2 separate regions of the Ovis aries genome follow, and region 1 is linked to region 2. The links are chromatin contacts, called in public Hi-C maps. All regions are on one chromosome and are shown on one strand. The core of a region is the stretch at or near the end of the contact, and the rest is flanking DNA. Distances in the headings are between cores, read along the strand shown. Region 1 holds the start of LHX6 (LIM homeobox 6). Region 2 has its middle 18 kb from the start of PTGS1.

The links. A called contact is a pair of places that touch in the nucleus more often than the background predicts.
Region 1: a contact with region 2 is called in a Hi-C map of liver, with 4 times the contacts expected there. The contact joins the promoter of LHX6 here to the enhancer-like site in region 2. A contact is called at or near these places in 2 of 16 Hi-C or Micro-C datasets (liver and tail adipose tissue).

What each region holds. Positions count from the first base shown.
Region 1 is chr3:13,668,086-13,670,923 of ARS-UI_Ramb_v3.0, reverse strand. It overlaps LHX6 (LIM homeobox 6), which reads right to left and starts at 1,487. Exons shown (of 9, transcript XM_027966474.2): 1 at 1,181-1,487; 2 at 1-27. The coding sequence starts at 1,264.
Region 2 is chr3:13,557,061-13,560,163 of ARS-UI_Ramb_v3.0, reverse strand. No RefSeq gene overlaps it. Among named protein-coding and RNA genes, the nearest start is that of PTGS1, 18 kb to the right of the region's middle. Within about 2 kb of position 1,358, at least 6 of the 54 cell types and tissues checked have an H3K27ac peak or open chromatin away from gene starts, as enhancers often do. A contact at or near this core is called in liver, where this site is marked.

The sequences.
Region 1 (2,838 bases), core at 238-2,737, 110 kb before region 2:
GCAGCCGGACCCTGGCTGGGCCATCACCTGGGGGAGGGGGGAGGGAACGCAAGCGGCGGCGGCTGCAGCACTGGCTCCGCGCAGCCTGAGCCCAGCGCCTCCCCGCGCCTGTTATATAAACCGGCGCGGAACAATGAGTCCTAACTTTGTAGTGGGCATTTAAAGCCCTTCCCCACAAAAGCGGTGTCTCTCTAATGAAGCAATTTGAATTTGGATTGGATTTTTTCCCTCTCTCTCCCCCTCTCCCTGCACTTAACCCGTGGCTCTTGAAGTAATCGCTTAGTTCCCTTGCAATCCAAGCCTCTGAGGGGGAAAAAAAACACGCGCACACACACAAACTACCTGCAATTAGAAATTGTCGTGAATGCCCAAGATAAGAGGTAGCCAGAGTGTCAATTCCAACTGTCAATCAGTGAGATCCATCAGGCCGCCCAAAGAATTGCAAATTTGATTTTTTAATGGTAGTAATTAAAAATCGAATTTTTTCTCCCTCCACCCACCCCCCTTCCTCGCTCCCTTCTCCTCCTCTCGGCGCAAAATGCAAAAAGGAGAAAAGAGAGAAAGAAAGAAAATAAAAAAGAGATTGGGGAGGGGCGCTTGAGGAAAATAAAACCCTGAGCGCTGGGAGCATCAGCCCGTCCGCCCCGCGCGCGCGGCCAAATTGATGCGGCGATGCTGACGCGGATTCAGGCGCTTTCCGAGGGCCAGTCCGAGGGAAACCCAGAGCAAAACGGGGGCGAGATCGGGGACGAAACGGGGCCCAAAAGAGAAAAGGGAGGCGTCCAAGAAGAGGAAAGAGCACCCTCCAGCCCCTCGGAGCTCCCGGGACCGGCCCCGCGCCGCGATTCTCAGCGTTGCGCCGGCACAACCCCAGGCGCATCGGCGCTATCAGCGCCTATTCAGACGGACAATACCCGCCTCGCCTCCTCTTGATTCGCCTGTGTCTTTGCTAAATCGCTTTTTGAGAAATTCCTCCAACATTTGCATAATGTGTTCCCGTTTTCCGCGACCCCCCCCCCCCTCGTGCTCGCGCGCGCTCACACACTCACAGACACACACTCCCAGGCGCACCCCCGCACCCCTCCTCCCCGCGGCCGCCCGTCGCCCGGCCCGGCCCGGCTGGGTCCCGGCCCCATCCGACCCCGGCCCGGGCGGCTCACCCACTCGCTCGCTCGCTCACCTGGTCGGCGGCGGGGCCGCCCTCGGCCGGCAGCCGGCAGCCCTCTGGCAGCGCCGGGGCGGCGTTCTCATGCTTCCAGTACATGGGCCGGGGAGCGGCGGGCTCGGCGGGCGCGCGGCTCGGAGAGCCGTGCAGAGAGGGGCCACGGCCGCAGTGCGAGCAAAGGCTGAACCACGAGCAGGAGGGGAGCGGAGGCGCCGGCCCCGCCGCCCCGGCCCCGGCCCCAGCCCCCGCCCCCGGCCCGCGCGCAGCCCCGGCCTCCCTGGCTGCCGCCGCCGCTGCCTCGGAAGAAGGTCCCGACAAACTTGGAGAGGCCCCCGCCCCCTCCTCCTCCTCCTCTCCCTCCTCCTGGTCCTCCTCCCCTTCCAGCTGCGGCGGCGGCCGCCCTGCCGCTGGAGCCCCGCTCGGTTCAAGATGAGTCATGCGTGACCAATCCCCTCCCCGCCAAGGGAGAGCGAGACACACACAGCGAGGCGGCGACCCAGAGATACACACACAGACCGACAGACACACAGAAACTCAGAACCGCCGACAGAGAGGCTGAGGGACACGCTGACATACAAAAGGCACCGGCAGGCGCACAGACACCCAGCGCTCATCACCGCCCCCTCCGCCCCTTGACGGGGCACCCACAGCTCTCAGCCACAGCCCCACTTACAGGTACAAGAGGGACCCATGCTCACACCTTGGGCCGAGATGGGTTTCATATAAAGTCACACATCAGACTCTCCTGATGCAATCCCATGCCTGGCACGTTTGTGTACATGCTGATGCAAATGATTACCTGTTTGCCTCATTTACACGAGCACAAGGCATGCACACATAACTCATACACCTGCACAGCTGCCTGTGCTCCATAACAAACGGAGGGCACACCAGTTCCTAAGGGCTTGGGTTACATCCCATCCTAAATAGGACTGGGTTGGGTGGGAGAGGTTGGGGGGGGGGATGTTGTTCCCCTGAATTCTCCAGGGAGGGATTGCCTGAGACATCCCCCTACCCTGCAGAATTTGCTGAGCTAAGCAGTCTAATGCCCATCTCACTTTCTCTAGGGGTCTACTGATAGTGAGAGAGATGCAGGAGGCAAGGAGGCCCTGGCACTGAGAGAGGAGACACAGCTTCCAACGACCCAGACACAAAAGACTTAAAGACAGAGCCTTACACACATTGACATGCAATGTACACACACATAAGTGGACACTCACAACCTTGGCCCCTTTCTCTACACACAAATTGAGCTCAGAGGGACATATAAATATACATCATCTTCTAAAAACAAATATGCACACTCAGATCCAGCCCTACAGGCACCACACACCCCACCTCCACACAGTGGCCCATGCCATCACCTTCCTAATTGTCTTCATTTACAAATGTAAACACCCCACACAACTGTTCTTAGACGTGTACACACATTCATAGTTAAGAGAGCAGATTCCCACAGAGAGCTCCAAACCCATGTGACACCCCGTGTCCTCTACTCAGATACTCTCAGATATACACACGTATCCCTACAGATGGCGAGATAACCATTTATAGTCAGAGACAGACCATACACCTCTGAAGACACAGGATTCCTGGTGGGCACAGCTTCAGTCATGCACACACAGACACATCTTAATAGGCACAGGCAGATGAGGCATTTGCCCTCCAGGTTA
Region 2 (3,103 bases), core at 109-2,608:
TGTGCACATAATATTATTTATTATGCATGGGGTGTACATAGGCTCATCAATGTAAACAGTGCGTGTGTGTGTAATGCACAGATGGGATATATTGTGTATTCTTTTGAGATGTATATGTCTGTTTATGACTCATGTTCAGTGTATCTATGCACAAATGTCACCTTCTCAGCTAAACATCTATGCTGTGCTCAGCTGCTCAGTCATGTCCGACTCTCTGTGACCCCAAGGACTGTAGCCCACTAGGCTCCTCTGTCCATGGGGTTCTCCAGGCAGATATCCTGGAGTGGGTTGCCATGCCTTCCTCCAGGGGATTTTCCCAACCACCAGGGAAGCCCAAGAATACTGGAGGGGGTAGACTACCCCTTCTCCAGGGGATCTTTTCAACCCAGGAATCGAACTGGGGTCTCCTGCATTGCAGGCGGATTCTTTACCAGTTGAAGTACCAGGAAGTCCAAACATCTATGTTTTTTTTGTTTACTTGCTTAGTCCTGTTGGACTCTTTTGCCACCCCATGGACTGTAGCCCTTCAGGCTCCTCTGTCCATAGGACTTCACAGGCAAGAATACTGGAGTGGGTTGCCGTTTCCTACTCCAGAAACATCTATAACCACCCATTTAAAAGAGACCCAATTTCCCGTGCCAGTCTCTTATTTTCTCCCAAAAAAGTATCACTTAAAAAATTTTTTTGTCGGAGTATAGTTGCTTTACAATATCGTGTTAGTTTTCTGTTTATAGCAAAGTGAATGAGCTATAGGTATATACACATCCTCTCTTTTTTGGATTTCCTTCCCATTTAGGCGATCACAGAGCATTGAATAGAGTTCCCTGTGCTACACAATGGGTGTTCAGTGGTTACCTATTTTATACAGAGTAGTGTCTGTATGTCACTTTAAAATACACAATATATTAGTAATTCAGTGCTGTGTGAGGCTCACTGCTTTCCCCCTGGCCGCACTGTTAGCTGCAGGAGACCGGGGCGTCTCTGGTTTTGCTCCCTGCTGAATCGCAGCGCCCAGCGCAGGCCGCGGGCGTTGCAGACACGCGGGCAGCTGGGTGGGGGACTGTGCGGGATTGAGAGGGTCCCTGGGTGCCCCGCCCGCCCGGGCCTCTGAGCACGCGGGGACCCGTCCCACCGGAGCCAGCCGCGTGCTCCGTGCGCCGGGAAGGGACGGACGCCCACCGGCTGCCGCCTCTGCCCCCGCCCGCGGCCCTTCCCCGGCCCCCGCCGTCTCCCGGGGCGCGACCCGCTGTACCGGCGCGGCCGGCAGGGCTCCGGCTCACTTCCCGGCGGCCGCGGGGCGGGGAGCGGGCGCGGGGCCGCGGCGGGCCGGGCGGCAGGAAACGGCGCATTGTTCGCCGGCCGCGGCCCCGGGCAGGGAGTTCCCGGCCCCGCGCGAACATAAAAGGACAAAGCAGCGCCTGCCGAGCGGCTGGCCGGCCAGCCGCCTGGGCGGCCGGAGGAAGCGCGGCCCCGCGCTCCGTTGACCCCCGGCATCCGCTCCAGGGGATGCACCCCGCCCCTGCGGCCCGGCGTCCGCGGGTTCGAATCCCGGCTCGCCGCCTCCCGAGCTTGCGTTTCCTCGAGTGTGAAAGAAAATAAAGCTCCTGGAAGCCCACCTCCGTAGCAACCCAGGCGCTCCCTGCGTCCCACCCCTCCCCTCTGTCCCCTCCAGTCTGCTAGTCCCACTGAAAGCCTAGCCTTGCGCCGCAGTCCCTTGGGAACCGAACGGAGGCGGTGAAATCCCAGCTGCAGGGCGAATGTTTTATCTACTAAAAATCGCCCACCAGTGTAGCTTGAGTGACACTCCTTTGTGCAAAAGGCGCTTCCCATGACAAACGCCCCCAAAGACCCTTTTCAGGATGGAACTCGGTCTGCAGGCTCTGTTATGGATGGGGAAACTGAGGCCTGGCGGGGTCGGGAGGAGACTAGCTCAAGATCATCACAGAAACAGTATCCAACAGCCTTTATGCAAATAAAGGGTCTTTTTTTTCTGGCGCTTGGAAGGGCAGTAGTTTTTGTTGTTGTCCATCTCAAAATCGATCAAACGAACAGGGTTACTGGTGTGGCTGTTTTCAAAGCACCTTTCCCACTCGTTTCTCATTTGATCTTCACATCCCCTTGGAGGTGGGCTGAAGTGAACTGCGGGGTGAAAAGGTGAAGCGTCTGGCACAGGCAGGTTGAGGAAGGCGGAGAGGGGCTTGTCCTTGGTCTGTTTTGTCTGCTCAGACCTGTCCAACTCTTTGCCACCCCATGGACTTTAGCCTGCCAGGCTCCTCTGTCCATGGGATTTCCCAAGCAAGAATACTGGAGTGGGTTCCTGGTCCCTTCTCCAGGGGATCCTCCCGACCCAGGGATTGATCCTGTGTCTCCGGCATTGCAGGCAGGTTCTTTACCATTGAGCCTTTAAGAGATAATAATCCCCGTGACTTTAGCAGCATACTCTTGGGTGGGGCTGTATTTGCAGAAGGGTTAAGATTTAATCAAGGTAGAAAAGACCCTGATGCTGGAAAAGATTGAAGGCAGAAGGAGAAGGGGCGAGAGAGGATAAGGTGGTTGGATGGCATCATTGACTCCATGGACATGAATTTGAGCAAACTCCAGGAGATGGTGAAGGACAGGGAAGCCTGGCATGCTGCAGTCCATGGGGGTCGCAAAGAACTGGACATGACTGAGCAACTGAACAACAACAGTAAGCCCACCCCATTCTAGCCCAGCCCACCCCAGCCCACAGTGCTGAGGTTTGCCCTCCAGGCCAGGACTGTACTCTAGCCTTTGAAGGAAAAGGTGGAATCCTCACTATTTTACAGAAGGGCCCAGAGAGGTTAAGTGACTTGAACCAGGTCACACAGCAAAATGCAGAGACCTTTCACCCAACAGCCAGAGGAGAAACCAGTCCCTGAGTGCTGGAATTTGGGGGACCTGTTATGGGGTGCCTTCACCCCCTGGGCCAGGAGATTCTGATTATGGAGAAGCCGCCCTCACTCCACTCCGCCCCCGCCCAGCCTGGGAACCCTACACCAGGGGTAATTGAGATCAGATGCGGCTGTGACCCATGGAATGCTCCCCAGGAACCTGGAAGCATTTATTGTCTGGAAGAGAATCC